Regions from separate parts of the Strix aluco genome. Here region 2 is linked to region 1. A link is a contact called in public Hi-C data. All regions are on one chromosome and are shown on one strand. Each heading gives the region's core, a stretch centred on a gene start, on an enhancer-like site or on the middle of the called end of the contact. The rest is flanking DNA. Distances are from core to core; before and after follow the strand shown. Region 1 holds the start of ZNF131 (zinc finger protein 131). Region 2 holds the start of NNT (nicotinamide nucleotide transhydrogenase).

Region 1 (5,150 bases), core at 894-3,393:
GAGAACCTGAAAAGTTATAGCTCAGTCAGTAAGTCTAATCTTATATTTGAAAAGCTATTAGAATTATGAACCATTCATTTAAAAGCTCCCATCTAACCTGACAGTACAATTAGAAGAGTGAAGACACAGGAAAAAAGTAAAGAAACAAACATTATGGAAAATGCCATGGAAAACAGCAAATGGTCAGAAAAAAACCCATAAATTAATGAAAAATAAGCTAACCACCGACCTTTTCTGGATAGGTAGAAGGTGCTGGAATGGAAATTTTTAATTCTTGTGTTGTACTTTGGTCCTATAGCTGTAACTTTAGCAATATTTCATTTTAAATTACAAGCTATTGGTCGTACAGTTCCTCAACTGAAAATTAGACCTACAATGGTTTAATGCAAGCCTTTATAGTTTCTAAATGGAGGAGGCATCAACATTCCTCATCTACTGCCCCATACCAGAAAACAAGAACAGGTGTGGCAGACGACTCCTGGATAGACAATTGTCTGAGCAGATCTACTAACAAGAACAATGGTATTGCTACATTAGCAAGGCCATTAAGCAATATGTGGAAACATAGGGGACATAAATTTGACTTCAAACTTTCTTATATTGTTACAAACTGTCACTATTGATAAAGCTTTCTTGTGTTACTGTATTATAAAACACTGTGCAGAATCTTAGGAGTTTATGTATTAAAGAGTATATAAAAATTAATTTGAACTTGACTGAATGTCTATCATTTACGTTTTGGCTGATGTAGGATTTCTATGCTGAACAGCTGCTTTAATAGGCATTTACCCTTTTAGTGGAGAATGAACACGGCAAAACTAATCATGTACATCGGCACCAGGGAAAAGTGATGGGAGTTCATAAACAAGTTCACTCACAGAAATTGCATGGGCAAGCTTGTAAGAACACACAGCCATTGCATACAGCAGCTTTTCTGCTGTCATGGTTGACATAGAAGCTGTCAAAGGGACGATCATTGTGTCTGTTTTGACAAATTATTATACTGGTTTATTTGGATGAGTATGTTTTCATCCAAGCCTGCCTGACTAGGGATGCCCCTGAAGACTCTGGCCTAGAAGAGAAACCTGCGTTTCAGGTTGCCAGCGGCCAGACAGGATAGCTGAGGGGCTGGTGGCAGCCACTGCCGCTCGTTATTTTCTCCTCAGGCGCCTCAGCCAAATAACACAGCAGCTCTGTTGGAGCTCCGTGACGCGCTGCTCCGTCGTTTTCTTCTTCAGCTTGTGGGGACTCGGAGCTGGGGCAGAGGCGGCGCCACGGAAAGGAACGGCAGCCTTGCAGGGCGGTATTTCAGTGCGGCTCTTTACACCAGTTCATGATACTCGAGCACTATTTTAAATTATAAAAGAAAAACACCGCGGTGCGCGCCACACCACGGAACGCCGCCGCTCGCTCGCAGCAACGCGGCTACGAAGCCCGTCTCGGAGAGGAGAGACGCGCGTTTCCCTTCGGCGAGCGGGACGCACCACGCGTGCCTGGCGCCACCCGGCACCGCCCTACGGAGGCATTGGCACCGACTCGCCGGTTCACGGCTGAAACCCGCGAACGCGCCGACTGCCTGGGCGCAACGCGGGGTTTAATGTTATCCTAATGGTGAATGTAATTGCGCTTTCCCTCCACCGTCGGAAAGCAGCCGGTGCCCCTCCGGGGGCCGGAAGAGCCGAGGCCGCCTCCCCGCCGCCACGCTGTGCTCCGGCGGGCGCCAGCCAGCCGCGACGGCCGCTGCCGCCGCCAGCCCTCCTGCCGGGCGGGGTGGCCGCCCGCCGCCGAGGCTCCCGGCACTGCTCCGGCCCGAAGCGACTCCAAGCCGACGGCCACAGCCGCCGCTTCCCGCGGCAGCCCCGCCACATATAGACGCCGCATCCTCCTCAGCGGCACCAGGGGTGCCAGCGCTGGGGGAAGGCGGGGGAGTGCGCGGGAGAGGCCTGCCTCTGGCCCGCCCCGGCCGCGGCTCCTCACGGCAGCGGCGCCGCCCACCCCTGGCGACCGCTCCCCGCCCGCGGGCGCACCCACGCGGGCCACAGCTCCCAGAGTGCACCGGGCCGCCAGGCCCCGCCCCCCGCGCGCCCCGGCGTGTGAAAGGTGACCCTCTGCGTCACTTCCTTGGCGCGGTGCAGGCCGGGAATGCGAGTCGCGATTGGCCGGCACGCGCCCCGCTTTCCAGCGCGCTAGGGAGCAGGAAGCGGTAACGGCGGAGCGGGCGCGGCGGGGCGAGGGGCTCCTCGCGGTGAGTACCTAGCGGAACCGCCTCCCCACCCCGCGGGGCGCCGCGCCGCCGGGGCGCGACCTGGCCGGGAATTGAAAAGGGATCGATTTAATGCGCGCTTTGATGACGTAATAAGGACTAGCGAGGCGGCGTTGATGCCAAACGCACGGCTCGGGCCGGCACCGGCCCGGTCCCTTCCCCGGGGGTACCCCCGTGGGACACCCGCTCCCGCCGGCGGCCGCCCGCACCGCTGTCGGGGCGCCTGTGCCCGGCGGGCACTCGGCGCTGTCTAGGCCTTCCGCCTTCTCCCGCTCCTGGGACTCGGCGGGCGCTCATTGGCTCTCCCGCCTGGGGCGGGCTGAGCCGCCGCCTTACGATTGGCGAAGGTCGCGCTGACTGCCATCAGCGCTCGCCAATGGGGCCGCGGTTGGGCTGCGGGAGGCTGTGGCTGGCTACGGGGCGCGAGGGCTGAAGCCCGCGGGACGCGCGCGCGGCCACCGGGGCTCGGTGGGGGCGGGGCCTGCGAGAGCTCGGCGGAGCCCTAGGGCGGCGGGTGGGGGCTGCCGGGGGGCGGGGCCGCCTCGTGACCGCTGTGGGTGGTGAAAGGCCTCTGCCGCCCCCCAGCAGCGCGGCTGCCGGTGTCGGGCTGGGCCGCCACCGCGTCAGGGAGGCCTGGTCTGTGGCTGAGGGGACCGAGGGGCTAGCTCGTGTCCCCGTTCTGCGGTTGTTATGTTTGGGAGAAAATACGCAGCGAAATGCACAAGAAGTTCTCACTTGTGTGTTCCCTGGAAGCAACCACTGCTGTAGCCCGCCAGGCACCTCTCAGATCGCCCTTCCCTGAGATGGCTGCAGGTGGCGGTGGTTGGGCCGGTGTTCGGTCTGCTCCTCCGGGTCATCTCAATTGCCATAACGCTGCTCTGACTGGCTGCATTCGTGTATGATCTGTGCAGGCAAAGAAAACAAATGTCATTCTTAAAATACAAGGAGTTCCTGTTGTAGTGCAGTCCAGGATAATAATAAGATGGCTTCCTTCTGGTAGATTTATAAAAACATCTGCAAGTCGCATGCATATCATGTGAGATGCATCCATCTTTACAAACCGATAAACTTGTCAGTAGTTGGCTGCATCTTCTAAAAATATCAAAGTAAACAACTGAAGTAGTCCAGTTTCCATCACTCATCTGAGCCTACTTTTAAGTGGCAACTTGGATCACTTCTGCCTGCCTTCCTTGGCTTCTTGGTTTTCCCAACTGTACCTTTCACTTCTTCCTCCAAAGTAGTCATGCTCTTATAGAATATATGCTGTCCTGTTGGGCTTTTTTCTGCAATAACGCTGAGTTTTTATAATGAGAATACTCAATGAGTGCTGCAACTGCATTTAGATAAACAGTAAATGCACATTTTTTGTAATTCATGCCAACAAACTATCATAAGTTGTATGTTTTCTTATTCATGTTATTTAAGTGTTCTGAGAGAATCTTTTTTAAATTTCTCAGGTAGGGGGAAGGTTACCCTCTTATTTTGAGGGGTGTTTTAGTAAGATATCCCTACAAATATTCAATTTGGAAGTAAATTGCATTTGTGTAGGTGGAAATCATGAGAGTTGGAGGTTAAAATTTTGTTTGTTTTAACTTTTAAGGAGTTATGCTTTTAACTGCGAGTCATCTGTCCTTTTGTGATGTGTCAAGAATGGTCAAGAAGAATTAAACAGTGAAGTAAATGGCTGACAACTTCCCACATAAGACTTGTATGGGGAATACCAGATGATGGAAGAAAGGCAGGAGCTGCTCGTCACCTCTCTTAGACCCATCGTTACAAATGAGGTGAAGTGAATACAGCAGCAGCACCTGTTCCCTTCTACCTCACCTTCTCCCTTGCCCCCACAGGCTGGTCTCCTCTATCCCTTTTAAGACCCTGATAGGTATTTCAGCATCTCCTTGGCAAAGCAATAACAGCAGGTAGAGCTAGACTTCCATAAGCAGTTGCTTCAGCTCTTCTTTTTTCGTACTCTTGGCAAAATGACTTCTGCATGAGCCAGTCTTTCCGAGATGCAAAAAAAGAGTGTGTTTTATAGTGAAAATAGGAATTCCACAATTTCCTTTACTTGATGTCTGTTAGCCATAAGAAAATAACTTTGCTTTTATTGTAACTGGGTAATTCTCTCTGCTTCTATCAAACCCCGTATACCCGTATGTGTGTTTGTTGTAAGTGAGGTACAATTTACGCGGCCGCACAGGGGAGTTACCAAGCCTGGTGGCATCAGCTCAGATGTGGTTAGTACATGTAAGGAACTGTTTTGCACTCAGGACTTTCCAATTCCAGTCACACACAGACACACAAAAAAAATCTGCACTAAAAGTCAGGGAGCACCTGCTCTCTGGTTTCTTCTAGGACTCAAAAAACCCCTGGTACTTTGCCACACTGGAACTTTCCATCTCTGTAGTCAACGTTTGGTTAGATACTAGCTGCTCTCCTGACTTTCTTCCTTTTCACTCTACTAATTGTAACAATGTAGTGAAGGGTATGTCTCAAATTCCTTTAAAACTCATTCACACCTAGTTAGAAACTGCTCTTCAAAGTGAGTTAGACTGTGAAAAGAAACAGTGTTTCTGTGCTAATATGACTTTGAAATGTCTTCGATTTTTTCTGTGGTGCTCTCAGTGTGAGCAGTGTGAATGTGGGAATTGAAGATGAGAGCTGCTGCACAGATCTGAAGTCATTTTGCCTGGAGTTAATATGTGAAATGCTTTCATTGAAAGGCTTGGATTCTCTCCTGAGGTTCTTTTGCATGAGCAGCAGACTAACATCTTTGTCTAGACCACAGGCACAGAGTTCTGTTAAACCTCTTCACGTTTGAGAACCTCTGCAGCTCCCAATGCCAGCTATGCTTATTGTATAAGGGAGGAAGATCTGTCAGATTACAAGC
Region 2 (5,097 bases), core at 184-2,683, 170 kb after region 1:
TTCAATCCTCTGAGGCCAAACAGCAGAAAACCTGAGCTACTTACGCTAGCAAGACACATCCTAAACACCCAATGACTGGATCAGAACTTCCACCAAACACAGTTATGACCACTTATAAATATCCATTAGAGGAGTTACCTGTTTTGTCCTAAGCATGCTACCTTATAGCCTAAAACTTAATTCAGTAGCAGTAGTGCACACACCAGCAGTGCTTGGTACTGAGAAAACAGCAGCTGCTACTTTGTCACTATTCAGAACACAAGTGCTTTTACATATTTTTTTTATTTTTATGCTGAAAACATATTTCTAACTAGAAAAATGGAGAGGGCTGGTTCTATCTTTTAAAACTGAATGTGTTTTTAATAATTGCAATTATGCTGATCCCTATCATACTGATGAGGCATGTCGTTGCCCTAGTCAATGGTTATTGAGCCCAAAACATAAAACACATATTATTAGCACATAAGCTGTAACTCTAAACAGAATCTTTCCCACAAATTTATTTAAAAGCACAGTAATCTCCCAAACATCTAGTAGTAGAGTAACCTATTAATTGCTCTCAGAGACTAATGTTTTCAGTGTTTTAACTTCACTTGTAGTCATAATCAATGAGTTGTGAGACTGGAAGCTGTGTGACATCTCTGGCGATTTTGCATGAGCAATTACACAGATGTAAAAATTTTAAAAATTGCCTAAGTCATACCTAGAAACTACAGAGCGTGTGAAACGAGAAGATATAAAGGCAACAGGCAACCCAGCAAGTTGTCCTTTGTGAGCTGTCTCTTTAATAGCGTGTTCTCTTTACGGATTCATACATTATTTATACAGTTGCTAGAGTTCCCCTTTGCTATCCCCGTTTTATATCTACCACTCTACGTCCAACACTCACACCAGATCATTGCTTTACTACACGTTTCAAGAAATAACGACAATAATAAAGAAGATACCACCTATATGCTGTGGCGTTTCCCCACGCTAAACAACCACGATTCGGGAAGTCTCTCCGCAACACGGCCGCCTCGACCTTCGCCTCCTCACCCCAGTCACTGGCGGCCCGCCACGGCTGAGGGACGAACGCGCCAGCGGCTGCTTGTGCCCGCCCGCTGCCAGCGCCCAGCACCTGAAGGGCTCCCGCAACGGCTGCGACGACTTCAGCCCCGGCAGCGATACCTCAGCTTCCCTCGGGAACCCCCTCGCCGGCACCGGGCAGAGCGCAGGACCGGCGGGTCGGACCGCCGCGGGGGGAGCCGCCCGGCCGCCCCTCAGCCGCACGCGGGCGCCCGAGGCGCGAGCCGCCGGCGGCACACGGGCGCCACGTGACGGGCGCCACGTGACAGACGCCCCCCGCCGCCCCCTTCCAGAGCGGGGACAGGGACGCCGCGTGACGCCGCGGCGCCGACCTCCGCCTTCCCCTCACTCCTTCCGGGTTGGCGGGCGGCCCCGCCCCGCCCACGCCGCGTCCCGCCCCGCCCCACGGCGGGACTCTCGCGCCGCCTCGCCCCAAGGTCGGTCAGTGCCGCGGCGGGGCCGGCGCCGACGGCGCGGCTGGTGGGTACGGCGGGGGGGGGGTGTGCGCGGCGGCGGCGGCGGCAGCAGCACCACTACCACCACCTCCTCCGATTGCCTTCCCACGCAGGCGGCGGGCGGCCGTTGCTGAGGAGAAGGCTGCGGTGTCCCGCTCTCGCAGCGCCCGGGAGGAAGGGCGGGTGGGAGGGAGGAAGGACGTGTGGGAGGAAGGACGGGCGTGTGCGAGGAAGGGCGGACGTGTGGGAGGAAGGACGTGCGGAGAAGGCAGGTGGCGCGGGAAGGGGCCCTCGGGAGCGCTCCCAGGTGGAGAGCAGAGAGGTGGCGGCTGCTGGGCTTCCCCCTGGGCGGGCGCGATGGCTGCCGGCCCTTGTGGCGGCGGGGGGCGGTGGGCCCGGGCCGCGGAGGGCGAGCCGGCTGCCCAAGGTCAGTCGGTGGCTGCGGGCTATAAATAGCGGCGGGAGCGAAACGGGGCCCCTGCCTTGTGGGCCGGGCCGGCGGGGAGCGGTGAGCCGCCGCCGTGAGAAGGGACGGGACAGAACGGCGCGTTAGAGCCCAGCGGACGGTGGGATTCAGGGCGAAGAGTCTTCCTTCCGCCGGCAGCCACCTGCTAGCGAGGGCGGCCCGGCTCCCCTGCCCGCTCCCCGCTGCTCCGCTCGTCCCACTGCGAGTGCCGGCTTTGGTAGGTCTCCTGAGCGCCCGCAGGCGGTGGTCCCGATCGGGTAACTCCTTTGGGATCTCTGCCTGGGATTATTAGAAGTGTTTGTCTGGTTCCTTGGGGCGCAGGAGGTTTTCCCGTGTCAGAATTGCTTGTTTAGAGCAACGGTGCAAAGAGAATATGATCTTGAGTCACAGAAATATGACCTCTAGGTGAGCTTGTAATGTCAGTCCTCCCATGGGCTTGTTACTTCAGTTTGATAGTTGTCTTGCTCAGTTTGAAAAAAAAGTGGAGTTTGTTTTCTAGCTAGAAAGAAAAGGTGGGGAGAAATGATCATCTCATGGCTACTGGCAGTCGACCAGGCTTAAGCTGCTGAGTTTACATACCTTCTGTCTAGTATCATTAACAATTCTTGCTTTGTTTTCCCGCGTGCAGCAGAGATTCCATACGTGGCAAGGAGTCTGCTGTGAGGTCTGGGTGAAATGGCAAGCCTTCTGCGTATTGCTGTTAATGGGTGCTTAACCCCTGGTTTTGGCAATGTGTTACCACCTAAGATGCGTTCTGCAAAGATGCCATGTTTGCGAATGTTTAGAACCCACCAGATGCTCACGTCTCAGGCAGCTCCAAAGCCAGGTAAATTGATTAAACTATTGTAAATAATCTTTTATGTCAAAACATGAAGATAGCTTGAATTTTTCTTTCAGGTAGGCATTGGTACAGAAAAGACTTAAAAAAGAATGTTCTTAAATGATGTCAACAGTATACTTGAGTCAGTTGCAGTATAAATTTACACGGGTTTTAAAGGGCTTATGCAGAAGGTGTTTGTGTTTATTACGAATGCTTTGGATTCAAATAGTTTTTATGGGTGGGGGATCAAAGCTCCTGCTGGCACCTTGCTTGAGGAAGTATTTAAACAAATGTTTTTCTAAGTTAAAAGCCCGAGTTCCCCATGAGTTTTGGTAGTGCAACTCTTTGTGTGCATGCAGGGGAAAATACAGCCCTCACCAAGACAGCATCTGCAAACATGGCTATATGTAGGTGTAATTATGCCATCTAAAAAAATCTGTTAACTTTTTTTCAGGAAACTCTTACGTTGTACCGCCTTGGATAACTTTTGATCTGCATCTTCATGTGTAGGGTTTGTTGGTATATTTGCACTAATTACATGTTAGTGCAGATAATGGACAGGTTCAGGTATTTTCAGGAAAAAAAGGAGGGAGGAATGGGGGCTTCCTTAGTTCAAGTTTATGACCTGAGTCTGGTGTATGAAAATCGGTTGACCTTCACTGTTTCTTTACTCTGAGGGCTCCTGATAATCTGTATCTCATAGCTGTTTACCACAGTTACATGTTGAAACCTGAATTTCTTTGCTCTGAATGACAGCTGAGGGATCAGGGGGTCTGTCAGAACTGATGAGGTCATAGTTTTGCCATGCCATAAATTTGTGATGCTCCAAATTTTTTATCTGAATGAAAGACACATTTGTCTGTATTGATAAGGCAAATTGTCCCTTGGTTGGGAGTGTTAACCTGGGATGTAGGAGACTAGGTTCAAAGTTCTTGCTCAAATGTCCCAGGGAAGTGCCCTTGTTGTTTGAGTTTGGAATCAATCTTTGTATTTGACTTTGACCACAAATTTGATCATGAAATGGAAAGATCTCTTCAGTTTTACTGAAATTAGTATGCTTATCTCTGTGTGTACGTGTGCATTTTCTTGCTTTTCTGAATCACTTTCCAGAAATTTTTCCACAAGGACAGAGAATTCTCATTAGTGGCATGTGTTTAAGCATTCAGTGCTGTCCCTTCAGGTCTGTCGTGTGGAAGTCCTTACTTAAGGGCGAGTAGTATTCAGGCAATGCAGTTATTTAATGCTGAGAATTGTGAGTTTGGTAAGTCTTTTGGTTGATAATTAAGCTGTCCTTATAGTTCATTTTGGTAACATGAGATTTGTCATTCAGTAGAGGACAAATCAAGGATAGAATAGCCATTGAATGACAAATCAGTAGCAGTACTATTGCCTATGTACACTTTCTAATGCTCTTGAATCAAAATTTAACAGCGTATAAAGTAACTACATTTTACTCTTACTTTTAGAAATTATCTTTGATTATAGTGACACTTGGTAAAATCACTGTAATACAGAGAAAAGTTAAATTTTCTGAAAAGACTAGTGTCACAGTTGTTCTTCTTAAGACTAGTTATTACTTACATTCTCTCAGATTAGTTTTCATTTAGTTCAGGATATGTTATGAACAAGAATAACAGCTGCTTGAGGAGTGAAGAGATTTGGAGTCTGTTGAAAAGTGAACTTGGAGGATGGATACTTTTCTTGTTGCTATTTATTTTGCTGTTATTTTCTTTCTTAGAAACACAGGAATTTTCATACAGGAGTAAACAAGTATTCCTGTAACCTGTCTCAAATAGTCACTAGCATGAGACGCTTCAGAAACAGATGCAAAACTTTCCCAAGACGTGGGAAAGGTACTTACGAAGTGACTGACTCAGAGGTTTTCAATGTACTTCCAGATTGGTTTGTCCTACAGCTCTGTGACTTTTACCACTCTCTGTCTTGGAATTTTTAATGTCCTTTTTATTTTGATGCTTCTTTCTTAAAATTTCCTTTTTTTTTCCAAAATTTTGCAGAACTTTTACACCTCTATAACAGTTTATTGTCAATTAATTCTCTAGATAAGCTATACGTTATTTATAAACCGTAGACATTGTCCTTTAATTTCCTTGGGTTTTTTGTATCTCCTTGCTTGTATAAGAAGAGGGATCAGGTGTTTGTTTAATCTTCTGTACCATTCTTTTTCTTTTTTTTCTTTTTGCCAACATCATATTGCTGTTCTTCGGAATATGTCTTCATCTTCAGAACAGGTGAGATGGTTTGTTTAAAGCTGCTGTTAGAGTAAGTTA

The links. A called contact is a pair of places that touch in the nucleus more often than the background predicts.
Region 2: a contact with region 1 is called in a Hi-C map of heart, with 6 times the contacts expected there. The contact joins the promoter of NNT here to the promoter of ZNF131 in region 1. A contact is called at or near these places in 2 of 2 Hi-C or Micro-C datasets (brain and heart).

What each region holds. Positions count from the first base shown.
Region 1 is chrZ:79,307,529-79,312,678 of bStrAlu1.hap1, forward strand. It overlaps ZNF131 (zinc finger protein 131), which reads left to right and starts at 2,144. Exons shown (of 9, transcript XM_074812721.1): 1 at 2,144-2,245; 2 at 3,864-4,047. The coding sequence starts at 3,988.
Region 2 is chrZ:79,475,793-79,480,889 of bStrAlu1.hap1, forward strand. It overlaps NNT (nicotinamide nucleotide transhydrogenase), which reads left to right and starts at 1,434. Exons shown (of 22, transcript XM_074813339.1): 1 at 1,434-1,548; 2 at 2,618-2,815. The coding sequence starts at 2,665. PAIP1 (poly(A) binding protein interacting protein 1) reads right to left here and starts at 1,315. Exons shown (of 12, transcript XM_074813348.1): 1 at 951-1,315.